Linked DNA regions of Mus musculus: region 1 is linked to region 2. A link is a contact called in public Hi-C data. All regions are on one chromosome and are shown on one strand. Each heading gives the region's core, a stretch centred on a gene start, on an enhancer-like site or on the middle of the called end of the contact. The rest is flanking DNA. Distances are from core to core; before and after follow the strand shown.

The links. Hi-C and Micro-C count contacts between places; a contact is called where the count stands out from the background.
Region 1: a contact with region 2 is called in a Hi-C map of the Ba/F3 cell line, with 2.8 times the contacts expected there. The contact joins two enhancer-like sites. A contact is called at or near these places in 1 of 15 datasets of contacts at CTCF or cohesin (pro-B cells), 9 of 484 Hi-C or Micro-C datasets (the Ba/F3 cell line, ECoMG-derived neutrophils, cortical glia and 4 more) and 1 of 115 datasets of contacts at active chromatin or transcription factors (pro-B cells).

What each region holds. Positions count from the first base shown.
Region 1 is chr16:81,435,232-81,441,240 of GRCm38.p6, reverse strand. Ncam2 (neural cell adhesion molecule 2) reads right to left here. Exons shown (of 18, transcript NM_001113208.1): 4 at 3,502-3,645. Among named protein-coding and RNA genes, the nearest start is that of Ncam2, 240 kb to the right of the region's middle. Within about 2 kb of position 3,555, at least 57 of the 459 cell types and tissues checked have an H3K27ac peak or open chromatin away from gene starts, as enhancers often do. A contact at or near this core is called in the Ba/F3 cell line and pro-B cells, where this site is marked.
Region 2 is chr16:81,326,947-81,333,606 of GRCm38.p6, reverse strand. The region is part of intron 1 of Ncam2 (neural cell adhesion molecule 2); the gene reads right to left. Among named protein-coding and RNA genes, the nearest start is that of Ncam2, 130 kb to the right of the region's middle. Within about 2 kb of position 2,901, at least 5 of the 459 cell types and tissues checked have an H3K27ac peak or open chromatin away from gene starts, as enhancers often do. A contact at or near this core is called in the Ba/F3 cell line and pro-B cells, where this site is marked.

The sequences.
Region 1 (6,009 bases), core at 2,306-4,805, 110 kb before region 2:
ACATTTAAGTAACTACACTTCCTGGATGACTCAGAACTTCTGGAGCTATCACAGAGAAAGGAGATTCAGTTGAGGAAATGCCTCCATGAGATCCAACTACAAGGCATTTTCTCAATTAGTGATCAAGGGGGAAAGACCCCTTGTGGGTGGAACCATCTCTGGGCTGGTAGTCTTGGGTTCTATAAAAAGCAATGAGGATCCCACGTCAATTTAAATATTCTATATAATTTTTTGTTGGACAATAGAGCAAGATATAGTTACGTTTAAAGCGTGATCAGTGGTAAAGCTAGTCAATGTGAGATCATGGATTCTGGAAATCTCACAGGGCCCCATTCCTAGATTAAAAGCTACCACTAAAAGAGTAATTAGTTTCCCCCTGAAATGAATCATCTATTTACCCACTAAGAAGTTAATCCTGAAAACATATTCATACAAGCAACTCTGAGCAGACTTAGTAGGCTGCAGTTGAATATTTATTTATAAATATTTATACAAAATATACTGGTAATAATTCAAAAGAGACCATGAATTTGTAAGTAACTTGAAGGGGGAGTATAAACGTTTAGAGGAAGGGGAGAGGAAGGAAAATGATACAATATTTTAATCAAATAAGTTTTGAAAAAAAATTATGTTTAAGAACATTCAAGGAGAGGTTGTTCCCGAGAACACCGTGTTGATTTTGTTGTGATTTCCAACTCCAGAAACCATGTAGCATCCCTTAAACACCAATCCTTGAATTACATTCACATTATTTCATACTTTCATCAATGCATGTTTTTTTATATATTTATGTCCACTACTATCCAGTTTAGAAACATTCCCTGGAAAATTGACAAGTAAAATTCCAAAGCTTGTAGTTCTTGGCAAACTACAAAATAAAGCACACCCCTGACACAAATACCCTTAAAAATGGTATTTAAGAAGTCACAGGTAACTATGACTGTAAAAAAAAGTCTAAAATATCATTTTTATTAGATATTTTCTTCATTTACATTTCAGATGCTATCCCCAAACCCCCTTATACCCTCCCCCCACTCTGCTCCCCATCCTACTCACTTTCACAGATGGGTCCCCTTTAGACAACAAGAGAAAGGCCTACTTAAATTACTCTCTTGTAATGTTACGGTGAATATCTGACTCACAGCTCCCATCAGAAGCCAGTGAGACACACACTATGGCTTTCCTTATCTGAAATTGATTGTCCATGCAATAACCCGTGGCACATTAGTAAACAAAACTCCCAGATCATCTACATAATTTTATATATGTACACAGTTTTTCAGTTGTGTATTCAATTTTGTTAAACTACGAGAACATACTAGCTGCAGTATAAAAAAATCTACTTTTAAAACTATTAAATATGCAATTTTTAAAATAGTAAATATTTAGAATCTGCTTCTAATGTTCCTAAGTTAGAAAAGTTTGAGCTGTACAACTTCATTAATTAGTTATTCTCATTGCGTTGTATACAACTCAGTGTTATGTTTCAATTTCAGCTCTAGCTATATCTTTTTAAAATTTTTTTATAGACATATGTTGAGAACATATAATTTTGGTTAAACTTGTTCGCATCTTAAAAGTATAATAAAGTGTATAACATTAATAAGATACATAAGACGAATAGTTACCACGCATCTAGCAACAAACTTCATGCATTTATGTATCCACCATTTACATATGCCTGGTGTGTTATTCATAAGCTATGGAGACTGCTTGAAATGTGTGCATCGATCCATTGTCTATTGACAGACTATCTCACTGAAGAGTACAGGAGCTGGAAAAGCACTTGAGCATTTGAAATTGAACCGAAAGGGACTTCCAGATTTGCATATTGCAGAGTGGGATTCTGGGAAACAAGACCAGCCACACCACAGCGATGTCAACTTTTCACCACTGCACTTCTCACAGCCTGGGTTCCAAGGCTTCATCTGAAGTCACATATTAAAAGCATTACCCCTTTTAATCGTACTTGTGATTCAGATAAAAACTATGTGTGTGTATGTGTACTCCAATGTGGATAATATGAATGTGTGCACACAATGTCAATAATTTTTTAAAGAGACTTCTGGTCCTTTCAGACCGAGAGAAGCAATGCTGGAAACACTTCTCGTTAACTCCTCAGATAATCTGTGTAAAGCTTGAAGGATTTTCTACACTAATGCACATGTGATTAAATCCTATATTTTATGGAATTAGAATACTGAAATGAGGGCTTATCATTATCTGACAAATACTTAGTATTATGCTTGGAAAATTATCCTAAAATAAAAAATGACTATGAAACATAATTATGAATCATTCTCCCTATATACTTAAAAAATATACATTCTACTTTTTATCCTTTGTGTTGTGGAAACTCCATCTCTTCATAACACGTAGTAGAATCATAGAACATGGAAACCACTTTAAAAGATTCAATAATTTTGTACCTGTATGTAAGGCAGACACATTGAAAATATACCAAATTGAAAATGTCCCTATGCACAATGGTAGAGCTGCGTAATGTAAGCAAATTATGCTTTCAGCTTCAAACGCCATATTCTGAACTTTATACATCAGTCTGAATCAAAATCATGATGACATCTTAAACAAATACATTCTCTTGTCTATTATCCATACTCATCTTTCCATAATATTTAGAACTGCTATCTTTGAGAGAACATCCATAGAATATAAGGCTGATTTCATACTGCTGTTTTAGTCTACTTGTATATAATGTTCTCATGGCATGGTATTGGAATTTTAACCAGTAGAATCTGTATGTTCCAATGTCCCCTATTGCACTTGCTTTGTATGGTTTAGCACTGTCATAATTTCTGATGGAAACTGAAGTCAAGTACACATTTCCCTGTGGTAGGACTTACACTATGTTCTTTTGTCTTTCTGTACTAGATCACTTATAAACTTTGCGGCCAAGTTGACCACTCACAACACTTAGCTTTAGAAAATGACTGTTTTTGCTTGCTTGTTTGTTATGGCAATTCTTTTTGTTGTGTCTTTTTTGTTTGTTTGTTTTGAATTTCATTTTGTTGTGGTTTTGCTTGTTTAGATGTAGCCATGTTTTCCAGGTTTGCTTGGAAGTATTAGGACACTCTGGTGACAATCAAGTCTTGATTATTCTGCATCTTTCCTCCAGGTGTTGACATTACAGGCGCATGACCTCACGGCAAGCCTGCTGACTTTCACTTGCTGTCTTACTAAAACCAACAACAGAACAGGATTTGACCCAAAAACTAGAGTTCAGCCAAGCTGCACCCAAGTTTTAGGCTTTTGATTGTTTAAATCTTGAAGTGAAATTTGTATCATCTTGTGTTGTTGATTGCATATTTGTGCCCAGATTGTCTTAAAAAATCAAAACCTTCCTGGATCATCTTTCTGAGCACTAGGAACACTGGCCTGTAGGAAGGTTTATTTCTTTTACTACAATATAGAACCTACAATAGCTGTAAAACTAGAAGTAGTTTTAGAACATATAACTTAGAGAGTTACCAAAATACTAACTGTCGGGGATGGTGGTGACTTCCTCATTGTGGTACAACCAGCTGACCGCAGGGGCTGGGGAACTGCTCACTCTGCAAACCACTTCTGCATCCTCCCCTTGCTTGAACTCTTGAGGGGACACCACTTCTCTGAAGGTGAGTTTTTCTGTGAGGAAAATAAAACCACTGGTAAAAGATTCATCACTTACTTAACTCGACACACTGTCATCTATGACTACTAGTGTAGTGAGGATCTAGACAATTAAGAACTTTGTTAAGAGTGATCTCTGGGTTCTTAACACATTGCCAGTGGACACCAAGAACACAGTTTTGCCTATTCTCTCTTAAGCATTCTTTAAAAAATAAAAATAAAAAAAAACAAGTAAATACATTTATTTAATATACTGTCTTAGAAGCGCAAAGCTCAAAGCTCAAAGCTCAACACTGAGCTGTCCCAACAGTTTGTTTTGGAGCACCCATTCTTTTCAATGCAGCCCAAGTACAGAGAAGAGTTCAAGGCTGAGCATCAAAACAGGAAGACAGGAGTCTAGAAATTCCACAATTCTGTCTGACAACAGAGTCCTCAGTCTTTAAACCTTCAACCCCATTATACACTTCAAACTGAGGACTAAGCTTTTCATCATCAATACTCGGGGAACAGCTGGTATCTGAAACATAGCCAGAGCATTGGGTGACAAATATTTTACTTTTAGCACAGATGGTAGCTGGAAACAAAAAAAAAAAGTGGATCCCAAGATTTTCTTTGCTTTTACATCATGGCTTACAGTATTTTGCCACAAATCAAATCATGTATGTAATGTGATATTATTGAAGAGAAATCACAAAGCAGAGCAGAGGGGCTACTGGGTGAGTGGGTGGAAACTGAATGATTCAAGGGTTATGAGTATGGTGGAGATGTGTCTGGTCTAATTGTGTACTTGTGTCCAAGGGTCTTTGTATAACAGTGCCATGCACAATAAGCACATATGACGGAAATTAAGACATTCTTGATTGTGATATTTGTTGTCCTGTAATTCAACTTCCCACTTCAACTCTGAATTCTTTAAACTGACTCCTCTATTTATTTTCCATGAATTTATATTACATGTATATATAACAAGTATAAATTAATATTGTTCATAGTATAAGACTTAGAACAATATGGTTCACATATCAACAAGTGTCTTGGCTTAATGAATTAGTACAGATTCAAAAATTTTAAAATATTTTAATTAATATATATACATATATATTTATGTTCACTTTCGTCCTGTAATCACTGTCCATAGTCCTTCCAGTACCCCCTCATGCAGATCTCCCCCATTCAACTCACCCACAAAACCTTTGACTCAAAATGTATCTTGCCCACAACACGTGCAGGTACAAAGATAGAGCAGAGACTGAGGGAATAGCCAACCAATGGCTGGCCCAAATTAAGACCCATCCCATGGGCAAGCACCAATCCCTGACACTACTAATGATACTTCTTTATGCTTGCAGACAGGAGCCTAGCACAACTGTCTTCTGAAAGGCTCCACTGAACAGCCAAAGCAGAGATGCAGAAACCCACAGCCAAACATTAGATGGAGCTGAAAGTCCTATGTAAGTGTTGGGGGTGGATTGAGAACCCAAAGGGGACAAAGAATCCACAGGAAGACCAACAGAGTCAACTAACTTGGACCCTTGGGGGCTTCCAGAGAATGAACCATTAGCCAAAGAGGGCTGGACCTATGTGCCCCACACATATGTACCAGATGTACCACACATATGTACCAGATGAAGAGCTTGATCTTTGTGCTGGTCTCAAAACAACTGAAGTAAGGGCTGTCCCTGAATCTGTTCCCCACTTGTGGATCTGGTCTCCCTAACTCAGCAGCCTTATCTGGCCTCAGGGAGAGAGGATGCAATTAGTCTTACAGTGACTTGATATGCAATGTGTGTGCGTGTGTTGGGGGGGGTATGGTGCAGGGACAAGGAGAGTAGTGATACTCAGAGAGAGATTCCTGCTTATCAGAGCAGAGGAGGAGGGGAAAATAAAATAGATATAGGAGGTGGATGGATGAAGGAACAGGATTTCAGAGAGGACTAGGAGGGGAGCAGGGTTGTGTGGGCAGGGCGGGGCGGGGGGAAGATCAAGTGTAGGGAGATCTAGGGAGAGAGAACAGAACTCGTTGAAAGGCCAATCTCTAGGACATTTAAGAGGGATAAATAGAGGCTCTAGGGTGTTTATGGGGGCAACTCTAGCTGAGACTCCTAGCAGTGGGGAATATGGATCCTGAAGTGGACACAACAAAGTTTTTTTTTTTTTTTTTCACAAAACTATGAAATGTTTTGGCAGCAAAATTAATTCAAATTTAGTTCAGTAAATAAATCACAAAGGATTTTATGTGTCATTTTAAAAGTAATGAAAACTCTTTTAAAAAATTAGGCTATAAATTATCAACTAATTTTCCTTTTTTGAAAAAAAAAAAATCAGACCAACTACCATAGGAAAGGAAATATCTTTTGCTGAAAATTTTAACGTGACATG
Region 2 (6,660 bases), core at 1,652-4,151:
AATGCATGGTAATTAATCATGCCAATGGCTCCAAGTGTCACATTATAAATGTATTACCACACCCCTGTGTAATTGACCATGTAATCTATTGCAATGTCGAAATTTAAAGCTGAAATGTGCTCCCAAATATCCTCATAATGAAAACCTAGATTCTGAACTTCATTTCTCAATATTTTTCAGTGAATTTAGTTTTGAAGTGATGGGGTAATAGCTATGCAGAAACAGAACTTGCTCCACAAGCGCTGGGACCTGAGCTAGATCCAGCATCCACAGAAAAAGCTTGATGTGTTCCGAGCCAGTGCTATGGAGATAAACACAGGATAAAAACACTCAATGACAACTTTCTGCCTCCACATGTATGCATTACACTAAACTCAGATTTAATAATAAAAAAGTCAATGAATAAATAGTGTTAAATAAAATTTGGAGTGTTTTAAGTTTGCAGAAATGTTGATTGCATTGTAAAGTATCTCCCTGTTTAAAACATGCTCAATCGTACATGGCCTCATGAAGCATCAAGGATGTCTCTCAATGTGGGGCATGGTAGCAATGCCTTCTTCCCTGCTTGTCATGCTCTTAAGGATGGTTCAGGTTCCTTCAGAAGGACCACAGGTATTAGAACTCTCTGGGTCAAAGTGTAAGATCAGTTCAACCCTCAGAGCTCATCAAAGACAGATCCGTGTTCAGTGGATGTGTTTACCAGAAACTTACAACTGGTCAAAGTGCAGAAATAAAGGGAATATGTGGGTTCAAAACTAAAAATGAGAAATGTATGTTATGCTCTTCCCCAAGCTTCACAGATCATTGAGAAAGATGGAGCAGAAAGACTATAAAGGCCAGGAGATGCAAAAAGTTGGAGCAAACATGGTGTTCTAGAGATGATAGACCTCTGCACTAACGAACTTAAAAGTGTGGTTGCCTGCAAAATCCTAGAGAAGACCAAGCTAGTCAGTTCTTGCATGGAGCAGGGAAGGGCTTATGAATCCTACTGGCTGACATGGTATGGACAATTGATGGTATCTTGGGGATGGAGAGTGGTTTCCTTTAAGGGTATGGCTTATGGTGGATGGAACACTTGCAAGTGTTTTGCTCCATATCCAGAAGAATGTGAAAAAAAAGAAATTGGAGTTAAAAGTTATCAAATTTTTAAAAGATAAAATATTTATGGGATAGAATTAGCTATACCGCTCATAGGTACATACCCAAAATTGCTCTACTATACAATAAAGACACATGCTCCACTATGTTCATAGCAGCCTTATTTATAATAGCCAGAAGCTGGAAAGAACCCAGATGTCTCTCAACCAAAGAATGGATGAAGAAAATGTGGTTCATTTACACAATGGAATACTATTCAGCTATTAAACCGAGGACTTTAGTTGAAGTAGATGGAACCTGAAGAGACCACCTCCAGTAGATAGACAGGGACCCCAGTGGAGAGATGGAGCCACCAACCATCTTCAAAATATCTCACCCAGAATTGTTCCTGTCTAAAGGAAATTCAAGAAAAAAAAATGGAGGAGAAACTGAAAAAAAAAAAGGCCATCCAGTGACCAGCCCAACTTGGGATCCATCCCATGCACAGGCACCAAAAACCCTGACACTATTACTGATGTCATCTTATGGTAGCAAATAGGAACCTAGCACGGCTGTCCTCTAATATATATAAAATGGGAACCTAAGAATGGGGGCAGCTGTTCCATGTTTTGTATCTCTCTAGGAAATTATCAAAACTGAAATTGGATGTGGTTTCTTGATATGTTATATATATATAACATAGGCATGCTTGTGCCTTATGTGCACATGTCAAGGTCAGAGAACTATCTCCAGAATTTAGCAATCTTTTCACTATGAAAGAGACTTTCTTCTGGCCCAGAGATGAGATCCAGCTAATCATCCTGGCAGCAAGTACCTCTACCTGCTGAGCTGTTTCATTGCCATTCCTGATCCAGAATTTTCAAGCTAAAGAGTCTGTGATAGGCAAGAACAGAAAGGGAAGGCTATCTGAAGAGAATGTAAGGACGTCTGATAGTAGCATAGATTAAGCAGTCGTTATTAACCCTTAGTTCTTATCTACTGCGTTTAGACAACTGTTAGAATAAAATAGGTAAATATGACACGGGGCATTAATATGTGGCTTTGGGTAACCTTGGCCTTAGTACGGTGAGTGTGTATAACCTCCTGGAAACGCTAAGTGTGAGGCAACCTTCCCAGTTCAGCATCACAGAGGCAATTTAGTTGTGAATTTTTTTTCCGCCACACTAGACTTTATTTGATTCACTACTCCATATCTAAGAGCCAGGCATCGTGGAATCAATCAATATCTGACTAGGAAATCAATCAATAAATAGTGATGTGATAAATAAGCAGATGATTTAGAATTATCTAATTTAGAAAATAGTCGGTGAGCACATCTACATCAAAGGCCTAAGGTTGTCTTTTTAAACATTGCATCTAATAAAAACTGTGGTCAATATACCATCCTTGGTATTATCTGTCAAAACCAGAAGAAAAGGGACCACACCAATGCACTACTCAGGAAGATATTCTGCCCATACCTTAATGCCTTTGCAATGGGGATGTTAAAAGAATTCAGTGGATATATAATGTGTGACGTTTCAGCTTCCCTGAAATTTACACACTGAAAGTATAATCAAGTACAGAATCTCAATATTCTATTGTGGTGGGATATTTCTTTCATTCCAATTTCAAACACTAAAGAGCAAACTCCTCTGTAACAAGATAAACATAATCTTAGAATGTTGAGTACTGTAAGCTGCAAAGTTGCAAAACTACTAAAGTTGAGAGTGCCCAGTTTAACACCAACAGGGACACCCACTGAAGCCATTCATTTCTAAATTGTATTTGGTGCCACCTGGTGGCAGCCGGCAACTCAGAATTAGCTGTGTAAATTATAGATTTATGTGGGCTGATGCTATCTTACCACCTGTGAACCCAGGACTCACTATGAGTTTCCATTTGTTGGATTGGAGCAATCCTGGGGGAGAGTTTCTGGGGAGCGCTGTGGCCTTCCAACCTTAAACTGGTCCCATCACAATAAGTATCTGCTGAAAGAATAGTCTGGAAACAAACTATTGGGTCTCTATTACCCATCTACCTCTTAGTAGAAGTGAAGTCTTAATGTTTAGCTAAATTTCTCTTGTGTCAACATATTTTAATTGCAAGATAGTAATAAGTACAATGATTTTTTTTGTAGTTTTGTAGTGACTAAAATAATCCAGCAAACAAACAAAAAAGCAAAGTGAGGGGGCAGTCAGTCTTATGTTATGTTGCTAACTATGCCTAAAGTTAAGATGCACTGGCAGTTTAAAACATATCTGATACACCCAGCAATGCATAGAAAATGGAAAACAGAGCACACCTGCTAGATGGTTTCAATGTAGCAATGCAAAATATACTCACTTATCCAAAAAACAAATGAGTTGACGATGTATAATGGTGTTAGATTGGTGGAATGAATACTTTATTCTTTCTACCTACAGTTCTTATTTTAAGAATTGTGTTTGTGTTTTTGAAAGGAATCAACTATTTAAAATACCACATTTCAAAACAAAATTGTCTTCAAGAAGGAACAGTGCTGATTAATCAGAAACAGGGAAAGCAGTGTAGAAGGGGCACGGAGACTGGCTTCACTCTTGACAGTAACAGAGCATTTAATCTCCTTTCTCCCTTCCTGTGTCCCTCTGGTGTCTCTTCCTCTTTAGCAAACTGCCTTTGAAGTACTTCAATCATGCCCTCTCCTACAGGTAATCACTGACCTCTATTTTGGCTGTCACGACCAAAAGCAATGCATTTATCTTTATTCTAAGTGGAGTGTAAGCTTCTTCAGGGGAATTGATGAGTTTCTGTCTTAGTCTGTATCTCTGACATCATTAATTCAATGTCATACATCAAGGACAGGGATGAGTGACTATGTGGGCATCTCCTCTTGCTACAGAATTGCTATGCAGGCAAGTGGATGAAAGAACATGCTAATTGGAATCTTTATTATTTTAAGCACAAGGACTGAGTAAGCATTGGAACTTCTCTCTCGTATCTATTGATGAATGCATTTTAATCTCCCCATAAGAACTGCCAAATTCCTTTCAACTTGAACCACTCTTCATGATACATTTTGGCATATTAAACCTCAAGTCAGTTCTTTCAACAGATAAGGATATATTTCTGGTTGGTGTTGATGTTAACAATATTTAGAAATGATGGATACTTGCTACCTAGGGTTTAGGGGTATTCTCACAGGGCTTTTTTGTTTGTTTCTTTGTTTTTGGTTTTCCTATTCTTTGCAGACCTTCGTATTTTCATAAATTCCAATCATTGCCAAGACTGCTTTCAGGCACAGCTTAAGCCATTAACATGCATATAGTATATTGATATATTTCATATATTTCATATATCAATATACTAACATATATATTTACACAAGGTTTTGAGACCAAAGCTCATGAAAATTTACATATACACATACCAATGCAATATTGAGATTTAAAAATAACTCAAAATATAGATTATCTTTCTCTCTTCTAAGTGGGAAGAGAGAAAATACACAAATATGAATGTCCGGACTTATTTTTTCCAGCCGAATTTCTATTGATGTAAATATATTCCAACTCCCTTATCAGCCCATCCTCCTATGTAAATCTTGGTATTTTATGCTCGTAATTTGCTAAACTGGTATTTACACAAGGTTTTGGGACCAACTGCTCATGAAAATTTACAATCTGGTGACTCTGTAAACATTCTCCCCTGTTTTATGTATATTTTTAGACTCATGACCCATTTTATTCTCCTATTTTATAGGAAGGGTGTATTTTTCTTATCTTACATAGTTTCATCAAGTCTATGGAGTAGCTCTAAAAATCCTAGAATTTATTTTTGCAAAAGCAAATTACTGTTGAAATATATTAGCAATGGATATTAGTGTTATGCAAACTCATTTTTAATTTGTTTCTGCAGCTGGATTTGGCATTATAGGACACATTGGAGTTTTCCTAAAGTACCATCAGGATATCTGGGTATATAATGTTGGTACTTAACTACATTTACATATAACATGAACTAACCCAGTAACCTGAGTACATCTATTATATTGGACAGATAGACACTTAGCTTTCTTAATTTTTCTAGTTAGTCTACATAATCCATATATAAATATTTACACTCACAGTAAACCAATTTTATTATATTTATACAAATACAGGAAGACATGAATTATAGCAAATATACACATCACTGATAAATGAATATACACACACATCATTGAGATTTCTTCAATCACTCAACATTTCTCAATTATGAGACTAAAGTTAAACTAAGGAGTGAATCATATCTGAATTGCCACCCTGTAATAGAAACAATTTTACTCATGATAAATTTCTGTAAATATGACACATAACTGAGGGAATGCCAACCAATGACTGGCCCAAATTGAGGCCCATCTGAAGGACAAACACCAATCCCTAACACTATTAATGATGCAGACAGGAGTCTAGCATAACTGTCTTCTGAGAGGCTCCACCCAGCAGCTGACTGAAACAGAGACCCACAGCAAAGTATTGTATGGAGCTAAGGGAGTCTTATGCAGTGTTGGGGGAGGGAGCTAGGGTCCCGAGAGGGAATAGGAGCTCTACAATATTACAGAGTCTACTAACCTGTACTCTTGGATAATCTCAGACACTAAACCACCAGAGAAAAAGCATGAATGGGAAGGACCTAGGAGTCGCTACACATATGTAACAGATGTGCAGATTGGTCACCATGTGGGTCCCGCACCAACTGTGATTGGACTGTACCTAAAGCTGTTGTTTATCTGTGGATCCTGTTCCTCCAGCTTGACTGCCTTGTCTGGACTCAGAGAGAGAGAATAAGCCTAACCCTGAGTATGGACTCTCTGGATATGGGGGTAGGGTCTCTCCACCCTCTCAGAGGAGAAGGGGAGAGGACAAGTAGGGAGGAGACTGTGAGAGGAGGGTGCCAGGAGGAGAGGAACACAGAGACCAGGATGTAAAGTGAAGAAAAATGTAAACTAATGAAAGAAAAAGCAAATGCAAAAATGTGACAAATAGTAAAGCCATGTTCTGTTCGCAGTTACTGAATAGATGAAAAATTCTTAATGATGTAACACGTAGTTGCAATGCCATAGCAATTACGTTATTCCAAGTCTCCTTGCTGAGATGGCTGATCTTCTACTTTGCTGGTCATTCCTTTCATGCATTTTGTTGTATGTTAAGATATTAGCATATTGTAAAGTTTTCAGTGAGCTAATATCATGCTGTCTACATGCATTCATAACCTTCCTACCTGTTTGGTAATACAGAATTTCTAACTATTCACTGAAAACCTCATAGGTCTTAATATGTGACAGTTAATAAATAATATTTTTGAATGTCACTCTAAGGCAGTGGAGTGATCATGTATTCATTTACTTGGACTAAGGAAACTTTTCCAATGTTCTTTAGAAATTCATGGATGATTCAAATATGCTTTGTTAATAATGAACCTAAATATCAGCGTAAATAAAAGCTACAGATATTAAATTCTTTTTGTATGCCTCACAACGTGCAATAAATAAATGTATCACACACACACTTGGGTCATTTTCTTTAAATTTTCATGCTTTCTAGAACTTTTTAAATAAAGTTT